Linked DNA regions of Mus musculus: all the other regions are linked to region 7. Evidence: chromatin contacts called from public Hi-C, HiCAR-type, HiChIP or PLAC-seq and promoter capture Hi-C data. All regions are on one chromosome and are shown on one strand. The core of a region is the stretch at or near the end of the contact, and the rest is flanking DNA. Distances in the headings are between cores, read along the strand shown.

Evidence for each region. Promoter capture Hi-C pulls out the DNA fragments that hold promoters and counts their contacts. A called contact is a pair of places that touch in the nucleus more often than the background predicts. HiCAR-type assays count read pairs that join an accessible place to other places. HiChIP or PLAC-seq counts read pairs in DNA pulled down with a chosen protein or histone mark. Capture Hi-C pulls out chosen DNA fragments and counts their contacts.
Region 1: a promoter capture Hi-C map of liver shows a contact between it and region 7, with 2.7 times the contacts expected there. The contact joins the promoter of Arid5a here to the promoter of Txndc9 in region 7. A contact is called at or near these places in 3 of 39 promoter capture datasets (embryonic stem cells, liver and neutrophils), 1 of 484 Hi-C or Micro-C datasets (CD4 T cells), 2 of 115 datasets of contacts at active chromatin or transcription factors (astrocytes and extraembryonic endoderm stem cells) and 2 of 9 other capture datasets (adipose tissue and liver).
Region 2: a promoter capture Hi-C map of liver shows a contact between it and region 7, with 2.7 times the contacts expected there. The contact joins the promoter of Cnnm4 here to the promoter of Txndc9 in region 7. A contact is called at or near these places in 1 of 39 promoter capture datasets (liver), 1 of 115 datasets of contacts at active chromatin or transcription factors (astrocytes) and 3 of 9 other capture datasets (adipose tissue, liver and pancreatic islet).
Region 3: a contact with region 7 is called in a HiCAR-type map of astrocytes, with 2.3 times the contacts expected there. The contact joins the promoter of Tbc1d8 here to the promoter of Txndc9 in region 7. A contact is called at or near these places in 1 of 115 datasets of contacts at active chromatin or transcription factors (astrocytes) and 2 of 9 other capture datasets (adipose tissue and liver).
Region 4: a contact with region 7 is called in a Hi-C map of muscle stem cells, with 3 times the contacts expected there. The contact joins the promoter of Cnot11 here to the promoter of Txndc9 in region 7. A contact is called at or near these places in 2 of 39 promoter capture datasets (3T3-L1-derived adipocytes and liver), 4 of 484 Hi-C or Micro-C datasets (B cells, CD4 T cells, CD8 T cells and 1 more), 5 of 115 datasets of contacts at active chromatin or transcription factors (astrocytes, embryonic forebrain, extraembryonic endoderm stem cells and 2 more) and 1 of 9 other capture datasets (adipose tissue).
Region 5: an H3K27ac HiChIP or PLAC-seq map of thymic regulatory T cells shows a contact between it and region 7, with 8 times the contacts expected there. The contact joins the promoter of Neurl3 here to the promoter of Txndc9 in region 7. A contact is called at or near these places in 1 of 39 promoter capture datasets (pre-B cells), 1 of 484 Hi-C or Micro-C datasets (B cells), 1 of 115 datasets of contacts at active chromatin or transcription factors (thymic regulatory T cells) and 2 of 9 other capture datasets (adipose tissue and liver).
Region 6: a promoter capture Hi-C map of adipose tissue shows a contact between it and region 7, with 6 times the contacts expected there. The contact joins the promoter of Hs6st1 here to the promoter of Txndc9 in region 7. A contact is called at or near these places in 1 of 484 Hi-C or Micro-C datasets (B cells), 1 of 115 datasets of contacts at active chromatin or transcription factors (pancreatic cancer cells) and 2 of 9 other capture datasets (adipose tissue and liver).

What each region holds. Positions count from the first base shown.
Region 1 is chr1:36,306,045-36,309,732 of GRCm38.p6, forward strand. Arid5a (AT rich interactive domain 5A (MRF1-like)) reads left to right here and starts at 1,689. Exons shown (of 7, transcript NM_001172205.1): 1 at 1,689-1,792. The coding sequence starts at 1,789.
Region 2 is chr1:36,469,354-36,472,917 of GRCm38.p6, forward strand. It overlaps Cnnm4 (cyclin M4), which reads left to right and starts at 2,244. Exons shown (of 7, transcript NM_033570.2): 1 at 2,244-3,564. The coding sequence starts at 2,340. Gm33454 (predicted gene, 33454) reads right to left here and starts at 2,416. Exons shown (of 3, transcript NR_168706.1): 1 at 2,109-2,416.
Region 3 is chr1:39,476,601-39,480,298 of GRCm38.p6, forward strand. Tbc1d8 (TBC1 domain family, member 8) reads right to left here and starts at 2,147. Exons shown (of 20, transcript NM_018775.4): 1 at 1,840-2,147. The coding sequence starts at 1,966.
Region 4 is chr1:39,534,360-39,538,112 of GRCm38.p6, forward strand. Cnot11 (CCR4-NOT transcription complex, subunit 11) reads left to right here and starts at 1,342. Exons shown (of 7, transcript NM_028043.3): 1 at 1,342-1,978; 2 at 3,057-3,221. The coding sequence starts at 1,480.
Region 5 is chr1:36,271,647-36,275,546 of GRCm38.p6, forward strand. Neurl3 (neuralized E3 ubiquitin protein ligase 3) reads right to left here and starts at 1,779. Exons shown (of 4, transcript NM_153408.2): 1 at 1,692-1,779. The coding sequence starts at 1,719.
Region 6 is chr1:36,066,848-36,070,642 of GRCm38.p6, forward strand. Hs6st1 (heparan sulfate 6-O-sulfotransferase 1) reads left to right here and starts at 1,553. Exons shown (of 2, transcript NM_015818.2): 1 at 1,553-2,337. The coding sequence starts at 1,811.
Region 7 is chr1:37,995,697-37,999,248 of GRCm38.p6, forward strand. Txndc9 (thioredoxin domain containing 9) reads right to left here and starts at 1,512. Exons shown (of 5, transcript NM_172054.4): 1 at 1,413-1,512; 2 at 1-145. The coding sequence starts at 125. Eif5b (eukaryotic translation initiation factor 5B) reads left to right here and starts at 2,314. Exons shown (of 24, transcript NM_198303.2): 1 at 2,314-2,628. The coding sequence starts at 2,594.

The DNA.
Region 1 (3,688 bases), core at 439-2,938, 1.7 Mb before region 7:
GAGACAACCAAACCATGGAAGCACTGATGAATGCTCACGCTATCCTGAGCTGGTGTTCTATGGATGGAGAGTGATGGAGGGCGGTGGCTGTGGGCTGGGGCAGGAGTGTGTAAAGCTTGAGCAACTGAAGTGTTTGTGCTTTTAGGAAGGCAAATGGAGGTATCATTCCTCAGCAGGGTTTATTGGCTGTTGTAAATTACTTTCTGTTGCAAAGAGTTGCCTCAGGAGACAATTAAATTTAGATCTTATTGTTCGCAGGTTGCCCGAGACAGGTGTTGACTTGCTGAGGCTTTGCACAAACAGCACTGCCTGAGAGTGAGCTCTCCTGCCTGGACGGTAGGATCCTCCTTTTCAGAGGTCGGATTAGCTGTGGCTTTGAAAGGTAGTGAGTGCCTCATTGATAGATGTATCCAATCCAGGAGGTAGTGGATGGTCTATACTGCAACACTGAAGGCAGCGTGCAGATCTCCATACCTAACCTGGCACTGTAGCTAACCCAACCAATCGACCCTTACCAAATGAACACAGTGACTAGAAGCCTGTGAAGTTTCCAGGTGGTATCTCTTGGTAGATTGCATCTCTGCTAGAGTCTTGGATCTCTTGGGGTGGACTGGGGTTTGTAATCTTGGATGTGGGAGGCACTGTTACAATCATTGTTCTGCTCGTTATTCTGAGCAGTTAATAAATATCAACCACAATATTGCCTGTTACCAGATCGGCAAGCACTGGTTTATTACAATTATCCACCAAGCTCACTGGTGTCTGCTCCAGGCTGAGCTTGCAGATCTGCCATTCCAGAGCTTATGGATAAAGCCCAGAGGGTCAAAGTCATCAAATGCAGACTGTCCATTTGTTCAGTGTGAAGGGGAACACTAAAATGTTGGGGGCTAACTATGAAGCCTTCCTCTGTGCCCCAATTCTCTAGCCCTACCACCGACCAGTAATATGAGCTAATTAATCACCCAGGCCTGTTTTGCTCTATATAATGAAGATAATGATGGTATGAAATGCACCGAGCTGTATGAGTATTATAGTTAATCAACAGAATTTGATTCCGGGGATACTAACTACATAATAGGAACAGAGTTCGAGTTCAAGCTAATAAGGCTTTCTGCTTTTAAATCTCAAGTTTTAGCGTCATCTTCTATAACCCACACGGGTCCAAATGACTGTTCTCTCTACTAATCTTGTCCACATTCACCCTCAACTCGTTCACTTCCTCTTTGCACGGTCCATCTTGTGGCTTTCACTCAGTCTACATGACATATGTAGACATGGGCATTTTGGGCATTAGGCCTGGACCACAGACTTTCTAGATTGGCCTCTGGTAGGCTAACAGTACTTACTGTGTAAAGTTGGAAAGGATGGAACCGGCCAGGACCACTTCAGGTAAAAGCCAGAAGCACTTTATTTAACCCCACCCAGTCTTTGGCAAGCTACAAAGAGCGGGCAGTTTTTCTAAGACTCTAGTTTTGCCTCTAGGGAAACCAACAGACATGCGACAGCAGTTGATTCTTGAGTTTCTTACATCAGCCCCTAGCTGCAAAGTGGGCGCACACTACAACTCCCAGACGTCCTCGGGTCTAAGGGGGCGGAGTCTGCTCCGCTCTAGAAAATAGGATTCACCAATGGGCGCCCAGAGCGCTGGGGGGGGGCGGGTCCATGGGCGGGTCCGCGGGGGAGGAGGCAGTCGAGCGGCGCCGGTAGTCAGTCGCGCCGAGAGCGCTGGGACAGGACGGCTGTGCGTGTAGAGGGTCTCTGCATAGCGACGCGCGCTCTCGCTGGGCCATGGGTAAGCGGCTGGCGGGCGGCGCCGGGGTCAGAGGGCTGGGGTCCCAGAGCGATCGTGGCTCTCAGGGTAACCCGAATGTCTGCGTGCTCTCTTCTCGTGGAAAGTCGGGGCGGCCAGGGGCTTCCCAGGCGTTTATCTCGAAACTCTCCTCTCCGAGTCTGGACTGAAATTCACTGAGCCGCCCACACTTCCTGCTGCGGTTTCAATCTCGAGCTGCTCTGGGCCCATTTGTTGTGACAGCTGTCAGCAGCAGCTTCTCGGCCGCGGGCCCCTCCCTGCCCCGTGCCAGCCCAGCGCTTCGCTTCTCAGAAACCGAGGCGCCCGGGCCGCGCGCAGCGCTTCCCACTGCGGCCGCGATTCCTGAAAGTGACTGCGCGGGTTTTGAAGAAATTGCTCAATGCGCTTTGAAGAATCAACGGTTCCTCTTTTCTGCCAAGGGACATGCTGATGGTTTGACGGTCACACGCTTCAGATCCCCTGCTCCTTCTCTCTTCTCTTTCCTTTTTCTTTTTGTTTCTTTTTCTTTCCAACCCCCAGCAGGAAAGACGGTTTCTTTTTACCCGCCTGATCTTCTGAGTTTCCCTCTTTTCCCTCGGGTCTCTTCAAAGGGACAGGGTGATGGCCCTGGACTGGGGGTGTTTAGTGGACCGAGGGCAGAAGCTCAGGCTGCCAGAGTGCGACGAACAAGTTTGGCTTTGCTCTTATTGCGAACTAGGGGCACAACCACACCACCGATCTGTGGCCCTTTGCACTCACTACCCAGGCGTTGCTCCCTGGCCGGGGTCACATCCCACACCTAACCCACAGGCACAGTGGGGCCAACCGTAGGCCGGGAAGGCCTCAAATTAATCCCAAATTGTGCTGCTCAGGCTGTATCCCCTAGTTTGCAGAGTCTTTCATTTCAGATGAGTGTAACAGGTGCTCCTTGCCCCGCCCCGCGGGCACTGCTGGGAATTGATGCAAATCTAAGGATCTCAGTGTCTAAAGAGGATGGATGCCTGGGCAGGGGAGGGTGAGGAATGTTAAGCTAGAGGGTCTGTCTCTACAGCAGTTAGTGTCCTAAATGACTGCTTGGCCTAGAACTTGAAGTGACAGAGGCAGAATGGCCTAGAATTATATACCCCACCCCGTCTTCTATTACAGAGAAACTGAGGCATAGAGACAGACTAAGGTCTGACAGTGAGGGAGGACCAGGCTTCAAAAACTCCTTGCTCTTTCTCTTCTTTCCTAGTGGCCTTCCGCTGCCCTCGGTGGGAAGCTGATCTGTAATGATCTAGATTGCCTCTTGGACGAGTGTAGCAGGCACCGTGCTAGGGTGAGGAGAGGAGGAGAAAGGAAAAGTGAGGTCCGGAAGTTCCCTGTGTAGGGGTTTTGGCCTTCTGTTGAGTCAACCTCTGCAGCTTGTTTCAGCATAGGTGGGGTGGGAAAACCGGAAATGATACATAGAGAGAGCAATTTTCATCAAACGTATGGATGAAGGGTGGGGCGGTGAAGACTCAGTCCTCCCAGGAGTAGGATCTCTTGGGCTCTCTCAGGGCAGTTGGAGTCTGGAATCTCATACCTGGTGCCCCTACACCCCTCTCTGCCTTTATGCAGCCCCTAGGACTCTCAGCTTGTCTCTAGCCGCTAACAGAGCTTGGCAGAGGTGCTGAGGGTGGGCTGTGGCTGGTGCTGTGTCCTGGATCCTCAGACTCCTGTCCAGCTGTCCTCAAGGCTGGCTCTTGGTAGGACTGTCCCCCCCCCCCCCCCAAACTGCCTACTGGAGCAAGCCCAAGGAGGAGAATGCCAGGCAGTTGGCTTCTGCCATAGAGTGGACTGACCGCTTCAAAGGCTGTCTTTGTTTCCTCTCCAGCTTGAGCTAAGTGAAACTTAAGCCAACAACCTCAGGCAAGGGGG
Region 2 (3,564 bases), core at 994-3,493, 1.5 Mb before region 7:
TCACTTACTTCAAGGAGTCTATTCTTATTCTCCTTTGGGAATCCAACTGTGAGTTAACTTGACTTTAACAGACCCCGTTTCTGTTCCTATCTAGCAACCATTGTTCTGTCTTGCTTTTCTCTCCCTGCTCCTTCCCTTCGACTTCCAAGCCAAGTGGCTCAAACACTTATTTTTCTTTCCTTTGTTGGCTTCTGTCGCTTAGATTGAGTGCCTACCTATAGAGCACGAGTAAATACAGACCCGAAAAGGGCAAAATGAAAATAGCCTCTGGAATGATGATGAGGCCTGATAGGCGCTTCCAGGGACCTGGGGTTGCTGTCAAACAATCCGGGCGGCTCTTCTGGGTTGTCAAAGACAGGGAGGGGGCAATTGCCCAACTCCTGAGGGTACTGTTCACTAAAAAGCTGGTCTTCTGGCCTCACTCTGTGTGTGTGTGTGTGTGTGTGTGTGTGTGTGTGTGTGTGTGTGTAAGGTGAGGCACCTCCTCACAAGGAACTTCCTCCAGCTGGCTGTTTACAGAACCCACCAGCACAATGCCAGAGCATTAAGTCAGCCTCTGCTACCCAGCCTCCCCCACAACACTGCATGAGTGTTCCATTATGTTTGGATTTTTGCTGCTGGTATTGATTGTTGCCTTAATTGGCAGGCTGTGTACCAAAGTAAAAATAAACACAGGGGTTTGTACAGAGACATAGAGAAGGACTGTGTCTCTAGGGCCAGGAGAAGCCCTGCTGGGAGACCCAGGGGTCAACCCAGGCCTTGTGCTTAGTATAGCTCTTGCAACTGAGGTAAGGATGTTTGTCATCCGTGTCCTGCCCTTCACAGGGTGGACAGCTGTGGGTGGATAGCTGTGGTCATCCCCACACACTGAGTTCATAGCTGCCGGATGACATCCAAGTGGGGCTGACCAGGAAGCAGTGATCTCAAGGCTAGAACAGCAGCCCCACCCCTCAGTTCATTTCCACAAGCAGCTGCCTCAGCTGGCCAGTCACCACAATTTGGGGTTAAGGGTATGGTCCTGAAAGAGCAGGCAGCAACAACTATTACTACACAGGCAAAGACTATTCACAGAGAGTTGTTATGTCATATTCGGTGTGTAAGCCAGTTGTTCTCACGTGCTTAGCCAGGTGATGCTGTGTTATCACTCTTCCTGCCGTCAAATTAAAAACTAAAACCATAACTAAACAATAAAATCAATCCAGGCATGGTGGTGCATATCTGTAAACCCTGCACTTGGGAGGTAATGGACATAGGATCGGGAGTTCAAGGTCAGCCTCAGATTTGAAGAGTTCAAAGCCATATCGGGCTATGTAAGACCTTGTCTCAAAAAAAAAAAAAAAAAAAAACAAACAAAAAACAAAAAACAAAAACAAAACAAAAAAAAAAAAACCAGTCATTCTTACCGCCATTTACAGACAGGGACTAGGATTAACGGTGAAGATCTGAAAGGCCTAGGATTTTGTGCCTAGGTTCAAAATTTGCATCTGTAAGAAGTAAAACACTTAGTGTTCCTGTGTGTGTTTACTTGCTTATTGCGCTCCCCCTCCTGCCCCCGTATGGCTTGTCTTGTTTACTGCCATTTTTCTGATGATAGGCTGTAAACTAAAGATGTGCAAGAATTTTGGCTTGTTCATTGCCGTATCGTTAGAGTATGAAACAAGAGTACATGTTCAATGAAAACTCATCCCTAAATAGAAATGACAGGTGAAAAACCTAGGTCAGAGCCTGGTCCCTCAGCACCTTAGGGGTCTAGACAGAACCGAGGAGTGGGCTGGGGGACTTCGGGGGCAGTGACAACCTATTTCTGGCATTGGGTCAAGGTCAACGAAAATCCCAGAAGTAAGGAGGCTGTAACGCCAGCCTGAACCCTCAGGTTCCCTTTTCTTTTTCTAAACCAGGAAATGCATTTTTCTCGCTGTGCCCGCGGAGAAGCACCACCCGCCCCAGAACGGAGCGACAGAGTGCAGGGGACCCGGAAGCAACCGAGCGCGTGGGGCTTGGGAGCCGGGCTCCCTAAGGAGGAGCGCGGGAGAAGCCCGGTGCCGCGCGGAAGCTTGGCTGGGCGCACCCCCGCTGCGGGCTCCCGCGCTCGCCCCGCGCCGTTCTACCTTAAGGGCGCAGACCTCCTTAAGCCGGGCGCGCGAGCCGTGGGTAGGGGCGGGACATCGCATGCAAATAAGGGGCGTGGGGCGGCGGGGCGGGGCGGGCGGGGCGCGGTCTGACGTCAGGTCCTCGGCTGGGGCAGTTGGCGCGGCGGCAGCGGAGCGGCAGGAGGGCAGGAGCGGAGGCGCCGAGTGAGGCGCGCGGCGGGGCGCGGGCAGCGGCGGGGCCGGAGCAACATGGCGCCGGGGGGCGGGGGCGGGCGGCGGGACGGCTGGCCGGCCCGAGGGCGCCTCCTCCTGGCTGCGCTGCTGCTGCTATGGACGCGGGCGGCCAGCGGCCAGAGCAGCCCCCAGCAGAGCGTGATCCTAGGCATGAGGCTAGCGAGCTGCAACAAGTCGTGCGGGATGAACCCGGATGGCATCATCTTCGTGTCCGAGGGCAGCACGGTGAACTTGAGGCTCTATGGCCACAGCCTGGGCGATATCTCCAGCAACCTGATCTCCTTCACCGAGGTGGACGACGCCGAGGCGGTCCACAACTCCACCAACTGCCTGGAGCTCACCAAGGACTTAGTGGTCCAGCGGCTGGTCAACGTGAGCCGCGGGAACACGTCGGGGATGCTAGTGGTGATTACCAAGTTCCTGCGGAGGAGCGAGAACATGAAGCTGTACGCGCTGTGCACCCGGCCCCGGGCCGACGGGCCCTGGACCAGATGGACGGACAAGGACTCCCTGCTCTTCATGGTGGAGGAGCATGGGAGGTTTCTGCCGCTCTGGCTGCACATCCTTCTCGTTATGGTGCTGTTGGTGCTGTCGGGCATCTTTTCTGGCCTCAACCTGGGGCTTATGGCCCTGGACCCGATGGAGCTGCGCATCGTGCAGAACTGTGGAACTGAGAAGGAGAGAAAGTATGCTCGCAAGATAGAGCCCATCAGGCGCAAGGGCAACTACCTGCTCTGCTCGCTGCTCCTGGGGAACGTGCTAGTCAACACCTCCCTCACCATCCTTCTAGACAACCTCATCGGGTCTGGCATCATGGCAGTGGCCTCCTCTACCATTGGCATTGTCATCTTTGGGGAGATCTTACCTCAAGCCCTGTGCTCCCGGCACGGGCTGGCTGTGGGTGCCAACACTATTGTTCTCACCAAAGTCTTTATGCTCCTCACTTTTCCCTTGAGTTTCCCCATTAGCAAACTCCTGGACTTCGTCTTAGGTCAGGAGATTCGCACTGTTTACAATCGGGAGAAGCTGATGGAGATGTTGAAGGTGACAGAGCCCTATAATGACTTGGTGAAGGAGGAGTTAAATATGATCCAGGGTGCCCTGGAACTAAGGACCAAAACTGTGGAGGATATCATGACCCAGCTACACGACTGCTTCATGATCCGCAGTGATGCCATTCTGGACTTCAACACCATGTCGGAGATTATGGAGAGTGGCTACACTCGCATTCCTGTGTTTG
Region 3 (3,698 bases), core at 897-3,396, 1.5 Mb after region 7:
CCTTGTTTCCATTTCTCTTTTTGCATGGTGGCATGTGCCTGTGGCAACAGGAACAAGAATTTGTGGCCAGCCTGGATTATACATTGTAACCTGTGTCTCCAAGAGAAGAGAGAAGTTTCCACATATTCACAGGATGGAGACAAAGGAAACACCAGAGAAGTCCAAAGCCATGGCTATCACAACACACCACTGAACTCGTATACAAATGATCTCTGTACATCTGAGTCATAAACTCTCTGAAGCTCACGAAGCACTGATAGGCAGCTCCGCCCTCCACATCTGGATCCTGCTGGATGGAGAATAATCTGAAGACTGCAGGCCCTGACTTACCTGTCCCACTGATTCCTTCCCAAGGCAGTAAGCCCATCAAACACCCCAGAGGCTCAGTGGATTAAGTGGGTGGGTGGGCAGCAGCAAAAGTGTCTGGGGGGGACAAACTGTTTCCCTATTTCCCAGTTTACAAGTCTCCTGTCCTACCGTCACCCTCTGCAACAGATGACTAATACACCAGATACTCTACTTAATCCACCATCAATTAAGCCACCGTCTCCAGTGTTGTACATACACAGCCCTCTCAGGCCACTTGGCCTCTACTGAGCTTTGCAGGATGCTACCAAGTTCTTGTTCTCCAGTCCAACACTAAATTCCATGGTGCTACCCAGGGCCTCACAAAGGGCTCAAAGGCCCCCTTCCTTCTACTGTAACTCTCCCCCCACCCCCACGAAGCCCACCTGCTGCACAAGTTGTCCCTGTTCAGGGGGGTTCGTGGCCACTCAGCTGCCCAGAACGTTCCACTGTCTACTAACCCTTTCAACCAGAATCCTGTGGTCTCCTACCCACTACTGAATTCTCAGGAGAGTCTCGGTTGTCATCGTGGACCCTGACCCCACCCTACACCTGCTAGCTTTTCCTGAAGCTAAAATACATGATTTTAGGTAGAAGCATATTCCTCATTTCTCCAACCAGACTCTGCTCCCAAAGGGCCGTCTCCAGACTGGCCCAGGTGCAGACAGTCACCAGCAATTAACCCGAGCGCACCGTTTAGGTCTGTTGACCCCCTCAGCGACATTCAGTAGAAGGTTATGAAAGGACCATCATCTGAAGTCCCTTTTACCAGAGGTGGCTCCTTAACCAAAGGAATCATTCCAACCCCCTAGGCAAAACACGACAATTCCCCTTCCCTGATTGAGCAGGTGCTCTAGCTAATAACGCGAGCTGATCCCAATCTCTTAACAGCTTTGAGCCATAACTTTTAGAAGGGGAAAATGCCTTGCTTGGAGACAACTTCAAAGCCTATCGTATTTTTGTCCTATCGTTCCACAGAAGACATTGAAAGGAGAAACAAAAGCGGCATGCTTAACTTCGCTACGCAACTATAGTGCCTCAGTTTCCCCTCGAAGCGAAGACAGCCCCCGCCTCCTGGGCCAGAAAGTCCTGGATCTCTAGAACCTCCCGATGATCTGGCCTGAAGTCCGCAGCTGCAACACCACCTGGAGCCACAGCTGCGTCCAGATGGCCAAGTCCGGGCCTGCCTGGGCGCACCCTTCTGTCACCTGGCGGGGCCCTAGGGCGCCCCGATCTCGCTGCCTTGGGGCAAGCTCTAGAAGCTGCGTCTCCAGCGTTCGCGAGCCAGGTCACACCAGATGCACCTGCCTCTCTCGGCCCGTGGGTCCCTGAGCTCCAAGCCCGACCGGAGCTCGCGTGAGAAACGCAGGAAAAAGGAAAACAAGCCATAGGCAGGGCCGTCCTGGCCTCGTCGGCTGCCACCGAGACACCACCTGCGACGCGGCCGGGCGGCAGGGACAGAGGCCGGGCCGGGCCGCCGCGCGCGCCCCTTACCGGTGAGGCGGCCGCCCCCCTCGCCGTGCCCGCGGCGCCGCTGCAAGACGAAGTAGCAGCTGCTCTTCTGGGTCACCCAGAGCTTCAGCGCGTTCTTGAGCAGCACCTCCTCGGGCTTGAGCCACATCGCGGCGAACCTGCCGCGCCTGCGGGTCCCGGTTCACATCGCCCCAGCAGCCGGCCGCACCGGGCCGAGCCCGCTTGGAAGGAGGCGGCGGGAACTGCGCGCGGAGACAGAAGCGGGAGCGCCTGCCGAGCCCCGGAGCGCGGAGACCACAGCTCGCCGGGCTCACCCCGCGCTGCCTGCCGTGGCCCCGCCCCGGCTAGACCCTGCCCACCAGCCGCGGTCCCGCCCACCCCCGAAGCCACGCCCTCCACCCTCCCCGAGGCTCCAGTGGCGCCTCCCTGGTTTCCTAGTCTCTGCGGCTCCCGGCCAGGGTTCCGGAGTGGCGGGAGGAAATCGGAGCCACTGCCAGGTCTCCTCCCTCTAGTCCCGGACGAGTCTCGAATTCCCTCCTTCCCGGTAGGAAGCGAGCAACTGCGCAAGTTGTCTCCACGCTCCTTGTTTAAAAGCTGGAGGAAGGACCTAGGGGGAAAAGACATCTTGTTATCCAAGCTGCAGGTTGCCCAACCCAGAGTCTTAACCTTAAAGAGCACAATGCACGCCAGTAAACTGGAGTGTGTTCAAGTTTCAAATAACCAAAAGCTAACACTGAAAATTGGAGACAATTGTATCTGGATTTTTTTTTAATGCTGCGCTCTTCATTTTTTTTTTAAATTAACACAGAATGCTACATATTTTAGTCCATATATACAGCAAGGAGAGGGTCAGAGAAATTGCTTTCCGTTAATTCAAACATTTACATTTCTTCTTTATTACATTTTATTTATTGGAGGGGGTGGTCACGAGAGACAGTTTGGCGCGTGGAAGTCAGAAGACAACTTTGAGGAGTCAGTCTTGGCTTCCATTATGTGGACCCTGGGAATCCAACTCAGGTCATCAGGCCTGGCAGCAGGAGTCATTCTTGACATCCCCCACTTATTATTTCTCTTACAGAATATTTTTTCATGCTTTTGTAAGGATACAACTGAAGCTATAGGAGAGGTGGCAACGCAGAAACCTGAGTCCAGCAGCAGACCATACTGAACACTGAATGTCTTACAGAGACATAGGACCTAGAAGGCACCACTATGAGACTCACCCCTGCAGGTCCTCTCCGGAAAAAAATAAGGCTCTTGTGTCTATTCTGAGAAAACATTAAAGAAAAAAACAAACCCACTAGAACATGGGAGCAGGTAATAGTAACGAGAAGCCACGGGGCATGTGAGTACAGGGTTTTAAATAAATATTTTCTCTAGGCTAGAGTAGACATGTTAGCTGTCCTTGAAAAAGGCCGAGGGAAAGGGATCCACGTGTTCTCTGTGGGGAGGTGGTTAGATCGGATATCTTAGCCAAAGGGAGGGGAAAGGTTCCCTTAGTCCCTGGGTTTTGACAAAAGGACAAAATGTGGTTGTTAAGTAGGACAGAACTGGAAAGTAGAAGCTGTCCTGGGGGAGGATCAGAAACTGGTCAGATCCAACAGACAGTAGCCCTGTAGAAAGCAAAGTGAGACGGGAGGTTGGGGGATGGGGAGGACGGTGGAGGGGAAAATAAGCAAGTTTTAGAGCCATGTTGTATACAAATGTCACCACGAAGTAAGCCCATTTCTCTGCAGACCAATCAAAAAATACAGAGAGAAAGAAGAGGAAGAAGAAGAAGAAGAAGAAGAAGAAGAAGAAGAAGAAGAAGAAGAAGAAGAAGAAAGAGAGATATTGAGAAAGCTGGTACACTGGCCAGCCACAGGCAACCATCTTCTCAA
Region 4 (3,753 bases), core at 92-2,591, 1.5 Mb after region 7:
AGTGAAAATGAACTCAGTTTGTGGTAATGGCAGAGAAACCCTAGAAACAAGCCCAGTGGAAACAGGGAAGACGCTCTTGGTATTAATCTTAGTGGAAATCAGCTCTATTGGCGGGTAACGTGCTGTGCTCAAATACCTTAAAACATCTCGAAACACCCATACTGTACTAACATTTAAGTTATCAACTAACAATAAGTTATGACAATAACTAGCATGAGTGGGTTTTAGTATGATTAGTTGTCATAGAGCATCCAATGTAAAAAGGCTCAAAGAGAACATAGTTGACTAATTAGTAGTAGTAGTAGTAGTAGTAGTAGTAGTAGTAGTAGTAGTAGTAGAAGAGGTAATTTGAATCATTTGCCCCGTTTGGCAAGCTATATTTTCTGCTGATTGCAATGTTCATTGGCAGAACCCCTCCACAGGTTTAACAGTAAACTAAAGAGGCCTTTAAAATATGCGCCATACCCATCACCTGTTCCTGAAGATTTCCTTGAGAACTTCAGCGGTAAATAGAAAACTTTCAGCTGCCGAAGAGTTTTAGCACAGGGTAGCTAGCAGGTGACGCTGATGACAGTCGCTCGGTTTCTGTAACTCTAGAGTGGATACTAGTCACCACCGGAGCATAGGGGTGGGGAGCGGGCAGCGGTGCCTTTGAAACAGATCACAGGGGACCAGGTCCAGGAGGCTGGTATGTAAAGAAATTTCCAGGGTTTTCCAGTGTTCAGCCAAGGCGTCCAGAAAAAGTGCCCTAGGGCAGGCTAAGGAAAAAGAAGCACTGCAAACGATTTTGTAAACGAATATTTCTCGAGACAGTTTTCTCAGATTTTTTTTTTTCTTTCTTTTTAGACCAGGCTGGCCTCGAACTCACAGGGGTTCGTCTGCCTCTGCCTCCCTGGTGCCGGCCTCGCCTAGATTTTTGTTCACATAACCAAACGTTTATGTGCGGTACGACCCCATCTCTGAGAATACGAGCAAGGCTCGAAATTTAAACTGTTTCTGAGAATCCTGTTTTCATTGGTATTTACAAGAAATGAGCCGTCAAGGATGCTCTATCAGACCAGTTAGCATCTAAGACCTAGTTTCCAAATTATAACTTAGGCAATATTGACTGGGCAGGTTTGGCGCCACCCTGTCACCCAAGGATCGCTTCTGAGGGCTTTAAGGGCAATTAACGGCGGTCTCTACATCACTCAGGCAGGGAAGGACCACTCGGACAGCTCAGAGACCACGCGGCCCCGCCCTCCACGGCGCCCCGCCCCCTTCCGGACACGGCGCCCCGCCCACTCGCGTCTCCGGAACCTCCGCTCGGCCAGCGTCGTCGGTCTGTCGGCCCTGTGTCTCCGTTCCGCTCGTCTGACTTAGGCACTGTTTTTGTTTGCGACGCTGTCGCGGAAGGGTGCGCTTTACGGCCGCGGGAGGACGCAGCGAGTCGGCGCCTTGGGCCTCTCGGCCGGGAAGCGGGGTAGGCGGGCGAGGTTGATGCCCGGCGGCGGGGCGAGCACGGCGTCTGGCCGGCTTCTCTCCTCAGCGGATCCCAGAGGGGCGCGGGAGGCAGCGGCGTTCCGGAGCGGCCCGGCGGGCTCGAGCGGAGGCCGAGGCGGAGCAGGCGGCCCTGGGCCAGGGATTGGAGGCCCCGCGGGCAGGATGAGCCTGACCCCGAAGGAGCTCTCGAGCCTGCTGAGCATCATCTCGGAGGAGGCGGGCGGCGGCAGCACCTTCGAGGGCCTGTCCACCGCCTTCCACCACTACTTCAGCAAGGCCGACCACTTCCGCCTGGGCTCGGTGCTGGTGATGCTGCTGCAGCAGCCGGACCTGCTGCCTAGCGCGGCGCAGCGCCTCACGGCGCTCTACCTGCTCTGGGAGATGTACCGCACCGAGCCGCTCGCCGCCAACCCGTTCGCGGCCAGCTTCGCGCACCTGCTCAACCCGGCGCCGCCCGCCCGCGGCGGCCAGGAGCCCGACCGGCCCCCGCTCTCAGGTACGTCCCGCAGCCAGCCGTGCGGGCGCAGCCAGCTGTTCTGGGGTGGGGGTGGGAGGGGGGTCGTCAGCTAGGGACATTCAGCCTCCTTGGAGGGGATCGACCCTCCCTCCTTTTCCATACTTTCTTTCCCTAAAATAGGGGAGAGATAGAAGTTGCAAGTTTTGTTTTTTTGGTTTTTTTTTTTTTTCAAATTCACTACACTCCAGATGATCCCTCCCAATCGAAAAAGCCAACACATCGTACAAGCCCACAAACGGGCTGGACATATTTTAGTATGCCAGATACGGTTCATTCTTGATTGTAAGGTCCTGAGGTATGCGAAGTTACAGCCAATGGCACTGAGTTTACCCCCTTTTTAAGCCTCCGAGTAAAGAAGTCGGTATTAAGAACCTGAGGTTGAAGTCCACATCACCACAATATCTAAAGTCTTTGCAGCCAACTCCTTGGTTAGCTGTAATGTCGCGTGAGGAGAGGATGAAGTCGTTTCTAATTAACCATTCAAAGATGCATGTGTCCTGGGCAGTATTGTGGAATGTTTGCTTTTGCAGCATTGCTAAGATCAGGCATAGATTACACCTGAGGATGCGCCCCTAAATTTGGTGCTGTGGATGGAACCCAGGGTCACTTCCTCTATACCATGAGCCTCGTCCAGGACTCTGGGACAGCTGTACCACTCACAGGCTGACATACATGTACATATGTACATATATATAGATATAGAGATAGAGATAGAGATATAGATATACACACACATATACATATATATATAATTTTTAAAGTATGTTTAAATTTGTAGGAATCTAAGTATTTGATAACAAAAAGTTCTCAACAGCTATTAAAACCTTACGTTTCATTGACATTTCCATAGATCACAGAATCTCAAGCGATATATTTGTTTATGGATTACTATGTGTACTAAGTGTGAATATTCAATCAGCTGGAACTCAGTTACATTTAGATCATAAGAATAGCTCCACGTGGCAAGTAGCAAAGTTTCCAGTTAACTTTTAAAGTTAAATTTTAAAACTTTACCAGTACCCATTGGCGAGAAACCGGCATGCATTCTTATTTGCAGGGTTCCTGCCTCCTATAACTCCACCAGAAAAGTTTTTCCTCTCCCAGCTCATGCTGGCACCCCCAAGGGAACTGTTCAAAAAGACACCTCGCCAGATTGCCTTGATGGACGTTGGAAACATGGGACAGTCTGTGGACATTAGCGGCCTTCAGTTAGCCCTGGCAGGTGAGGGAGGGCCAGTGATTGGGACATTCTTGTCGGTTCTTGAGATCCCCTGCTTAAAATCAACAAGTTTTTTCTTTTAAATTTACATTTCTGCTGTTTTTGTTTGATCCTCTCCCATCCTGCCCTGCCCTGTCCTTTCCCTGTCTCCCTGTCTGCCACCCCCTCTTTTGTTTGTTTGTTTTGAGACCAGGTTTCTTTGTGTAGCCTTGGCTGTCCTGGAAGAGCTGGGTAGAGCATGCTGGCCTCTAACTGAGCTCTTACTGGCTGACTCTGAGTACTCAGGCACGCAGCCCCAGGCCAGGCCCGCTCCAGTCCCCATCCCAGATCACACCCTTGTACCCCAGCACCTCCTCCACTCTCTTTTCTGTTTCCTTATTCTGTGCTTCTGATTGACACCCAGCCTGGTCTCTGCCCCGCACCTCCCTCCCTGCCATCCACCTCACTCCATGTTCTCTTTTGGAGTTATTTTAATATTATTATTGTTTGGTTTATAGGGATTAAAGATATTTACTTTGAACTCCTGATCTGTTCA
Region 5 (3,900 bases), core at 529-3,028, 1.7 Mb before region 7:
TCTTAAGGCCTGGACTTGCTACACGCACTCTCTCATATGGCTTGTTTGGTTATTCACTGAGCACACGACCCAGATGGAGTAGAGCTGAAGGCCACCCTTACCCTGCCAGTCTCTCAAAGGCCTGCAGGACTTTGTCCCCCACAGAAGCCGCACCTTCCCTTTACACTGAGCACGGCTTCCTGGCTTTAGAGCTGGGTCACAGTGGCACGAAAGGGGTGGACACTTTTCTTCTGCCTTCCTCCTCCTGCAGAGACTGGCAGGCATCTTGGCCCTTTGACTGAGCAACCTGACAGACCCCACTGCTGGGCTGGGCTATGGCAGAGGTGGGCACAAGCTAAACGTGGCTCTCTAATTGGGTGTGTCCTGGTTGGCAGGGTTGGCACAGGGTTCAGAGTACTGTCTATCAAGAACTAGAGAATTCCTGTTCTAGACCCCATTTTTAAGCCAGGTCCTGAGGTTCCATACAATAGAGAGGTAGTCCTTCTCCAGTGACCCCCACCTTTGTGCTACCCACTGACGGAGGCTGGCCTGGATCTAGACTGCTAGGAAGTTGGGACAGGCCAGCCATGTCTGTAGGGTCATCTCCAGGCCTGGGCAGATGAAGACAAATTATAGTCTCTGCTGCAAGGCTCTGGGGATTTTAGTGATGGATGCTCAGCCACCTGCTCCGTGATGGCCTCCTAACTGCCAGCACCTTCAGCATCAAGGTCTTTGGGATGCCAGGCACCCAGTCAGCCCTTTGCAGAATCCTGTTCTCCCCTCTGCACCCCAGCATGCAGAGCTTGGGGAAGCTCAAGAAAGGTCCCTTCCTGTCCTCCCAGCCCCAAGGAGACTGTGGGCTCAGCTACACAGTTTCAGTCCCTCTCCCTCTCCCACTCCCTCCTCCCTCCTCTCCCTCTCCCACTCCCCCCCCCCCACATCTGTACCTGTTATACCCCATCCCTTTTGGCATTGTTACTGCCCTGCCTTGAATCCAAACACAGCTGCCACAGCAGAGGTGGCTCTGGGCGTGGCCGCCCACTGTGAGCAAGCCTTGGGTGCTTGCCAAGGGCCCTACACAGGGGCACTGATTGGCTTGGGGGGGCAGGTCTAGGGTGCCTGGTCCCCGTCTCTGTTCTAAGGGGTGGCATGCTATTTCCTGCTCACTCACCAGGCCCCTCTGCTAAGGGGACACGTGACCACAGGTACTGGTGTCTCAGAGAAACTTCTTATCTCATTACTATTTAGATATCTACATTTGGAGTCCTAAAGGACAGCAGGGTGGTGGCATAGTCCCAACCTTCAGACGAGAAAAAAACCAAGAGTCCAGGGACAAAAATGACTTGTCCACATTGCCACCGACAATTTGGCAAGGCTGAAATCCCTCGTTTTTCCACCGGCCTCCTAAGCTCTCCCCTTTTCCCCACCCCAGCCTTGATTCTCCCTTATCCAGTTCCTAGATAAAGACTGCTTACAGGTAGTGGGTGGGAAGGAGGGGTGTGTATCTCCGCAGCCATCTTGGACCAGACACCCCGCTTCTGCTGGGTTCCTGGGAAGGCAGGAAGCTCTCGCCCTCGCGCAGCCCAGACCATGGAGAAACCCACTCTAGGAGCCAATGAAGTCTCTGATCTCCCCTTTCCAGACCTCCCACCTGTACTCCATGCAGTCAGGACTCCAGAAGCCAGCTCAAGGCATACGGGAAATCTACTTACTGGCCTCAGGGCTGAGGAGAGAACCCATCAGCCTGAGCTCCTCCTGGGGCACAAGTCCCTGGGTCTGAAGATGTCTGTGAAGGCCAGTGGTCAGGGTTACAAGACTCCGGAAGGTTCCCCTTTTATAGGCTGGAGCTCACGTTACAGAGTTGTTGATTAATTAGATGCTGTCACGCATGACGATATCCGGGACTTTCCCCATGACCTCTCGTGGCTCACAGTGGACTGCTGCTGCAGCAGGCTGGTCTGAGATAAGAAGGGAAGCAGGGGCTGTAACTGTGGCTGCAGCAGACGGTTTTCTGTTTGACTTCTAAGCAGCCCTTGTCTGTGAATTATAATCGCATGTTAGTAAACACCCGTGCCGCCGCCACGCCCTCCCCCACTCTCCCCAACAAAGACTTTGGTGGTCCTGGTCTGGGATGAGATCTGGGCATTGGGAGTTTCAAGAGCATGCAGGAACTTTGATTAGCAGCCGGCATGGTGTCCAACCCCACATAGAGAAGGTGCGCAGCGCTGCTGAAGGTTAACTGATTGAGCTAAATCCTAGGACCTGTGAAGGTGAGGCCGCCCAGTGGCAAGGTTGGTTTGGGGGCTTACAACCCCACCCCCACCCCACCCCCCCTCCCCGCCAGATTAGGTCTTTCTTGAGATTCCAGATCAAAGCCACAATTCTGTGACTTCTGTGGCCCCTTTAAGAAAGGAACGGGGAGGGGGGGGGGCTGGCGAGATGGCTCAGTGGTTAAGAGCGCCGACTGCTCTTCCGAAGGTCCGGAGTTCAAATCCCAGCAACCACATGGTGCCTCACAACCATCTGTAACGAAATCTGATGCCCTCTTCTGGAGTGTCTGAAGACAGCTACAGTGTACTTACATATAATAAATAAATCTTTAAAAAAAAAAAAAGAAAGAAAGGAACAGGAGCACCTGGAAATGACAGTGAGCTAGACAGGACGGGGGGGGCGGGGGGGGGGCGGGGGCGGTTCGACTGAGGAGGGAAATAGAGGGCTGGAGACCCAGGTTGTGTCTGCTGTATTACCTTATGCAGATCCCTTCCTCTTCTTGAGGTCTGATGTTCTGGTTTGGGGACCTTTTCCAGCCAGCATGTGGTGCCTAAGTGAGAAGAAGTGGCCAGGGGAAGGTGAGTGTTATCAGTGTAGCCCTGGTTACCTTAGACATTGCTGTAACCCCTGGACTTTCTTTTTCCGGCCACACCCTTGCTGAGCGCCCTTTGTCACTGCACTAGATGTATAACTTCTGCCAAGACCACAGGTAGCTGCTCTAGAGCCAGTGCCAGTCACCTGGGCCGGAGTCCTGTGGCTTCTAAAGGTTGCAGTTCCCCCGATGCCCCGGCTGGCTCAGTCTAAGAGGTTCAGGCTCCTGGCACCTCCTGGCAGGCACACCAGTCTCTGGACACTTGTGGATGCTCCTCCCTTGCTGGGTTGCTCAGGGCTGGAGCCAAGAGATCCTTGTTGATTAGCCACATCCCCCTAACAGAGGTGTGTGGTGCCCAATCAGGGTGCCTGCTCTGCAGTTTTAGCCTTTCTAGAAAATGACTGGGCTAGCTGCAGACCAGCAGGCAGGTGGTATGGTCCCCAGACAGGACCTGTAGCCTGCTCGGGCTAGCAGCCAGCAAGGCAAAGGCAAGGCCAAAGACACCCACATCCAAGTGAATTTAGCTACCCCACTGACTGGATTCAGGATGTGCCGTTCTAAACAGGCTCCCTACATTTGGGGGGTTGCAGAAACAGGAAGGCCCCCCACCTTTCTCCCATGAAGCCAGCCCCAAGCTCCTCAAGCCCTGCTTACCGTGGACATCAGGGCGGGGGAGAACTGGATCAGACTGTTCCTGCTAGGCCCCGCCCTGTTCATCACCATCCCTTCACACTCACCTCTGCCCCAGTACCTTCACTATAATTGACAGTCACTCGTGGGCTCAACTTCTGCCTCCACCCTTCAGTGCTGGTGAGATGGCCCTGACCTGCTGCTAAGTCTGACCCAGGGACCCACATGGTATATGGAGAAGACTGACAGCTGCCCTCTGACCTTCACACATGTCGTGGCACATGTATGTCCACACCCACTAAACAAATCATACACACCACACACACACACAAGCTTCATGCCTGCTAGGCAAGCACCCTGCCAACTTAGCTACACCCCCAGTGGCATTTTCCTTCTTTGAAAATACTTTTATGTTTTATTCTTTGACA
Region 6 (3,795 bases), core at 303-2,802, 1.9 Mb before region 7:
CCAGGTCCTGAGTCATGCACAGCAAGCACTTTACCAGCTGAGCCCAGTTTCTTCACATTCCTGACAAGTTGGATATAAGTGTGTCTGCATTCTCTCCTGATCTCACCGTTTGGGAGGGCTTTCCTCTTAGCTCTTATTTGTGTGTGTATGTGGGGTGGGGTGGGGGTTCAAGACAGGGTTTCTCTGTGTAGCCCTGACTGTCCTGGAACTCTCTCTGTACACCAGGCTGGCCTCGAACTTAAGAAATCCGCCTGCCTCTGCCTCCCAAGTGCTGGAATTACAGGCATGCACCACCACTGCCCAGCTGCTCTTTTTTTTCAAGTCTTTTTTTTTTTTTTTTAACTTGCAGTCAATGCTTTGGACCACTATTGCCACCCCCTCCCCTTCTCTCCACTTTTTGACCCACCCCTTAGCAGGACAGATCCAGGGCACTACCCAGGGGTACTTGCTGTGGGCACCTGAGCCTGGCCTGGCAGTGGGAGCACCTCCCAGAGGCCACTCTGGCCTGAATCCAAACACCCAAGCCCCTCCCAGCTACCCTAGGCTGTGGAACTCTGCACAGGTCATTTCACTCCCCACCTCCAGTTGTTCTGGCCGCCTAAGTATAGCTAGGGGCCCAGTACAGAGTACAACATGGGCGACGGGACCTTCCACATGTTATAGGCTGCATAGATTACTACTAGAGCCTCCAACTTGCAGCCTAGGGCCCAGGCGACCCTCCACTACAGGCAGAGCACCAATCAAGGCTGCAGATACTGCTGCCAATGTAAAAAAAAAAAAAATCACGAAGGTTGGAATTTTAATTTTTTTCTAATGTTGGTTCACTATTTTGTTTGTTTGTTTGTTTGTTTGAGTATGACCAGGATCAAAACAGGGCACACTGGGCGAGAGGGACAAATAAAGCTTGTCCTCTGGTCTCTGCACACATTTCGGTTTATCTTCAACTGAGGGCTTTGGGTCATTGTCCCAGTGCCTCCAGGGGACTGGTGATATCCACGTAAGAGCCGGATCCATGCCCTTAACGTCTCTCTTCCTTCCCCACCCTTACTGGTAGTCCTAAACCACCTGGTGGTCCCGACTCCCAGCGCTCTCGAACTTGGAACTTCCTATCCTTCAATGTGAAGGTCAAAGCCTCCGTATTCCCGTGGGAGACAGAGAGCGCAGGTAACACAAACTACCATAACCAGAGAAGGTGAAAAAACTCGGGCTCCCAAACCCAGGACCAATGCCCAAAAGAGCCACCCACTCGTAGGCTCGGGACAACCCAGTCGCCACCCACAGGTCTGCGAGCTGGATCCAATGCCCTTTCCGTAGCGACCGGCGTTGACAGTGTGAGAGACACGCGACCCGTCGCCCAGCTCTGGCCTGTGCCTGGGCCTCCTCCGGCCCCGCCCCTCCCCCAGGGCGCTCCAGAGGCGGAGCGGAGGATCGGAGCGGGCGGCGACAGCAAGAGGCGCCGCGAGGGCGGGCCAGGGGCGGGCCGGGGCGGAGCCGCGACGAACTGCGGAGACGCGGCGGCGCACGGGGCGGTGCAGAGCGTTCTCGGCGCTGAGCTTTGCGGGCGGGTGCGGGCGCGCGCGGCTGCGGGGCGCTGTGGCGGGGGCCGGGCTGTACGCTAGCCGAGCCGGGATCGGGGCGGGGAGCAGCCACGGCGCCGCCGAGGCCCGGGGCCCGCGACGCTGCGCACAGCCTGGGCGCCGAGTAGCCGGGCCGGGCCGGAGCGCGGGCGGCGGTGGCGGCGGCGGTGGCGGAGCAGCTGCGCCCCCCGCCCTCCCAGGCCCGGCGCCCGGGCCGCTGGCGATGGTGACACATGCGGCGGCGGCGCGCCGGCGGCAGGACCATGGTTGAGCGCGCCAGCAAGTTCGTGCTGGTGGTGGCGGGCTCGGCGTGCTTCATGCTCATCCTTTACCAGTACGCGGGCCCGGGGCTGAGTCTGGGCGCGCCCGGTGGCCGCGTGCCCCCCGACGACCTGGATCTCTTCCCCACGCCGGACCCACATTACGAGAAAAAGTACTACTTCCCGGTGCGCGAGCTGGAGCGCTCGCTGCGCTTCGACATGAAGGGCGACGACGTGATCGTCTTCCTGCACATCCAGAAGACCGGCGGCACCACCTTCGGCCGCCACCTAGTGCAGAACGTGCGCCTCGAGGTGCCCTGCGACTGTCGCCCGGGCCAGAAGAAGTGCACCTGCTATCGGCCCAATCGCCGCGAGACCTGGCTCTTCTCTCGCTTCTCCACGGGCTGGAGCTGCGGGCTGCACGCTGACTGGACCGAACTCACCAACTGTGTGCCCGGTGTGCTAGACCGCCGCGACCCAGCAGGTCTGCGTTCGCCCAGGTGAGCGCCCGCTGCGGGAAAGTGTGATGGCGGGGGGGGGGGGGGGTACCCCTAAGCCCCGGGCCAGATCTGCCCTCTCCTCTCTTGGGGCCCCTTCCAGTCTGCGGGATCCCAGGATTCCCATCTCATCCTTCCCTACACCTGCCACTCCTGACCTCTGATCCCTCTTTTCACCCTCTGTTCCGTGCCTCTCCTCGCCACTGGCCTGTCTGCGCAGTGCCCAGACTTCCTCCTGGGTCACTGCCCGCTGCTCTCTGTCCACCCTACCTGCTATGCACTGCGGGCTAGCCTGAGAGATAAACCTCGGGGACTAGAGGTCCAGGCTTGGCTCTAGAGGCAGAAAAACAGGTGTGTCTCTGTGTGCATGTGTAGCCCGTACCCGTCTAGTACTAAAAGTGGAGCAAGAGAAATGCGGTTCCTCTTCCTGTGCACCTGTGGTATCTCCAGGCCCTCCGGTGCCTGCCAGCCTGGGGAGGAGCTGCCAGGAAAGGGGTGGGCTCTGCCTGCCGGTGTGTGCAGGTAGAACAAAGGCCCGTGTGACCCAGACTGAAGTCGGAGAGAAGGCAGCACTACCTGGCCTCCCCAGCCACAGAAGTGGAACAAAAGCCTCCAGTTGAGGACTGACTTCCCTAGAAATCTATCCACCGGCCAGGTTAGGGATAGCTGAGACCGTCAAAGCTACTTGTAAAGCCAGGGACCTCCCAGCAAGGCCCATCACTCTCCTCCTTGTCTGGGGATGTGAGTGAGGGCCAGCCCCTCTGAAAGCACTTTGTAAAGTTGAGATTGTAGCCCTGTTTCTGTTGGTGCCCAGTGATCCTCCTGGGATTACCTTCTTCCTAACCCGCCCCACCCCACCCCAGGAATTAGGGCTTCTAGCCTGCCTTTGTTTCTCTTCCATATTTGCTGTAGGACTGAACTTACAGAGGAGCTAGGAAGTGGGTGTGGACAAATTTTAACTGAAGTCGCTATTTTCCTTGGTACACTTGGGGCAGGAAGGTGCTGGCTCTCCTGTGGGGTTGGGACTCTAGGGTCCAACCAACCTGGAGCTGTTTGCATGCTTTACAGGCTGCTAGAGTTGAGTGGTAGATACACACACTGCACCCCACGCCTAGCAGTGCTCAAGCCAAGTGGAGGTATTCCATGGCCCTAACCTGGACCCAGAGTCTCCTTTCCAGGCCCTCGAAACTGCTTCCTGTCCACATAAGCTCTGCCGTACACACGTACATGTTTCAGTTCCAGGACCCATCCCAATAGTTCAGCCATGCTATGCTTGAGTCCAGGTCTGGCCATAGCAGCTGTCCACTGATCCACCAGTCAAGGCTGTGGGTGCCCATTGCTGGGCACACGCCAGCAGGCCCAGGGAAGTCCTCTCTGTCAGCAGGACGTGGGGCTTGAAACAGTGGACATGCTAATCATAGGAGGTCTAGGCAAACTGCATGCATGCTGCTCTTAGAGCTG
Region 7 (3,552 bases), core at 262-2,761:
TCTTCACCAATCTGATCCAGTTTCTGAATTTCAGAGTCCAAGTGATTCTCCACCAGCTTAGCGGCCTGGAGGAACTGGTTCTCCAGGACTTCTGAGAACATGTCGACGGATCCATTACCTTCCATTGTTCTAAGTGGTCTTGGTGCTGGGGGAGGGGGCATAAAAAATAAGTATTAAGTTTACATTTCGGGGGCTTTGTTGTTTTTTTTTTTTTTTTTAAAACAGGGTCTCTGTAACAGAGCCTGAGAGGTTAACACAACAGATGCCATGTTGGAGGCACTATTTTGGCCTTAGAACTCAGCATGTAGGCCCCAACACCTGCCAAAACCAGAATAAAGATGTAAACCATCAAAGATCTCATTTATGGTTCCAGAATCCAGGGAAATCCCTAAATACACTAGCTTGCTTTTCGGCATACTTCCTCAAAAATATCCTGACATAAACGTTACAAGTCCAGGTGACAGCCCATCGCTTCTACGACTAAAGGCAGGCTCTTGAAGCAGAGAGAAGTAATTACACACACGTCTACTTGTGTCCAACATCTGCTGGAGAACAACATTAATCTGGGAGTAGATTAATTAATGCAACCAAGACAATCCCTACTCTCTGAGCCATGCCCACTGGCCAACCTAATCTACCCAATTTCTCAATGAGTCTTTCTTCCTAGGTGACCGTAGATTATTCTATCAAGTTGACAGCTAAAACTAATCAGCTCACACACAAAATAAGCCTGGGCATGGTGGCTCATGATTACAACCTCAGCTCTCAAGGGCAGAAGCATAAGGGTCACACCTCATATTTGGAGCGATAGGCCTGGGCTACATAAGGTCATTTAAAAACTCCAACTGTCAGCTTCTCATAAATACTATACAACTGAAAAGAAGCTGTACTCCCAGGATCCCTAACTCGGGGAAGAGAGAGAAGGATCCGAGACCAGCCACTCAGAATCTGCATCACAGTATTCGTTTATCACCGAGAATTTCACAGGAGACCTTTACGTTTAAATGCGGAGCTTCACGCGACTAAAAGTGCTGCCCTGAATTAGGCGGAGGTGGTCACTGCCTTTATATTGGGGGTAAGGACATAACTTTCTATTTATTGAACCAAATCGAGTATTATTCTTACCGACGAACTGGGGGCCCTGACACCTATGTACTCCCCTACAAACTCCTAACCGAAACCCTAACCCCATGTACCTGTCAGCAGACTCTTCGCCACTCCCTGAGCTCAAGAGACTGGTGGAGTAGTTCCGGGGGGACCCGATTTCGCACTAACTGGGGCGCATGCGCCGTAGCCTCCGCAGCCGCCCAGACGAGGCCCTCCCAGCCGCTCCCTCGATCCCAGCCGAGGATGTGTCCTTCATCAACACTGGGACGCTGTGGCACTATCGGCCACATCACCCTCAGCCGTACCTGGACTATTGATGAGGCCTACGGAGAGAGGAAGCCGCAGATCAAGAATACCCACCGGGTTCACACAGGTTTCAACCTCGCAGCAATTGTTAAGGGCAGAGAAGGGGCTGTTAACTCCGCCACTTCATTGGCTACAGTCCTCTCGCGATACAATGTGAGACACTCGCGGAAAGGGCGGTGGCGAGTGACGAAAGCCTCGGAGAAGCCCTATCCTCCGCCACCCGGAACTACTGGCTTCCGAGCCTACGCTTCACGTGGGCTAATGGCCGGAGGGATGGGCGCTAGGCACGTTGGGAATTGTAGTTCTTTGTGCACTGACTGCGGGTCCCGGCTCTACCGGGAAACGAGCCGGGTCTTGAGCCTGAGTGACAGAGGGGCTTCATTTCTCGTTGTGTTTAATAGTTTCGAAAGTGTAGCTTACAGTACATTATAATTTATACACAGCTCACACTAGTAACATCGCCCCGAAACATGGAGAAAATTTTCACCATGCCAGGATCTTCCCTCCTGACTTTCTTAGGCACATGAATTTTTAGAACTTGCTCATACGAAGATTCATATTAGGGGACCCGTTGCTGTGTCCTTATGTCTTTTTCCCCTTAATAAATGTACACAGTTGACAATTCATGAGTGTTTCTGAGAGGGATCCCATTTTTTGTCCTGCCACCCCCAGAACGCTCATCATTGACTCTTTGTGGTCCTGTAATGGACTTCCCGCAGCTGAGGCCGCGTAGGCAGGGGAGAATTTTCAGTCCCACTTCTGCGTCGAAAGCCAGCCCCGGGAAGGGTGCCGACGTGAGAAATGAACGGCCTCATTGTCGTCCTCTAGGTTCTAGAACCCGGGATCCGCCGGACGTCGGTGCGCGGCGCTCACTTGCGGCGAGGGGGCGCCTGGGTTCCCACCTGGCCGGCGGCTCTACTGGAGACGCTCTAGCCGAAGCGCCGCTCTCGATGAGCCGCGCCCTGCGTCCCCACGCCGAGGCGGCGGGGCGATGCGCTTGCGTACTGAGGGCTCACACCATATGTGCCCTGTCCCAGTGCGCGGGTCTGTGGAGAGCCGGGTGCGAGAGGCGGCGGCGCGAGGGGGACCGAGCCGAGCGGGCATTGGAGTCAGCCGGGAGACAGTGGGTCTGTGAGACACCGAACCGAGGGGCCGGGGCCGCGAGCGCCGTTGACAAGCGATGGGGAAGAAACAGAAAAACAAGAGCGAAGACAGGTAGGCGGCGGGGCTCGGGCCGGGGGTCCTCCGGGAGTCGCGCGGGGCCCTGGATGGGCGAGCCTCGACGGGGCGCGTCCCGCGGCCGGGGCTCGGGCTGGGGTCCGAGGCGTGGGGCTGAGGGGCTCGGAGGTCGTTTGGGGGTCCGGGCGGTGTGGGGCCGGGCTCGGGCGCTGCTAAGCCAGGCCTACGGCCCAGGTGAGTGCGAGCCGGGCCCGGAGAGCCCGGGTGGGGCGGGCCGGGAACGGCTCCCTCGCCTCCCCTGGCCCTGGGAACGCCTCCCAGAGCGGCTCAGGAACTTCGGAGGTGCTCGGGGTTGCGGAGAGGTAGCCCAGCGGCTCCCTCCTCCCGTGTGCCAAGTTGGAAACACTTCTGGGGTTATTTAAAGTCCCGGTTGCCCAGTCCTGCTTTCTGGCTTTCCATTTTCCGGCCTCTTTTTTTTTTTTTTTTTGCGTATGTCTTGGCTTCCTACCGCTTCCCTTAAGAAAGGAGGAGGGGAAGAAACCAGTCAAGGGTCGCTGCTTTCTAACCTTAAAAGAAAAAGCCTTTTCAGGGGAAGGAGTGTGTGTTTATGAGCTACTTAGGCGGAGATTTGGGGAGCATGCCTGTGCCACGTTCGATTAAGTTCTTTTACCCTTTTCAGTTGAGTTGACTTCCTGGGCGTCTGCAACCATCTGTTCCATTTCATCTTTAAGTAATGGCCATTCAACTTAATTTAAAACACTACAGGTAACCGAAAACAAAACCAAGCCTTGTGGCACTTCATCGCTGTGGCTCACACAGACATGGTTTTGAAGTTAAAGCTGTTGAAGTGTATGTCGGAACACTTAAGTGTGTGGACCTCGCAGTTGGCTATCTGGCAAGAAGAATTTAAAGACTAGGCTTGTATTTTGGTTTTAGGTCTGTTGGAGAATGTAAACTGGT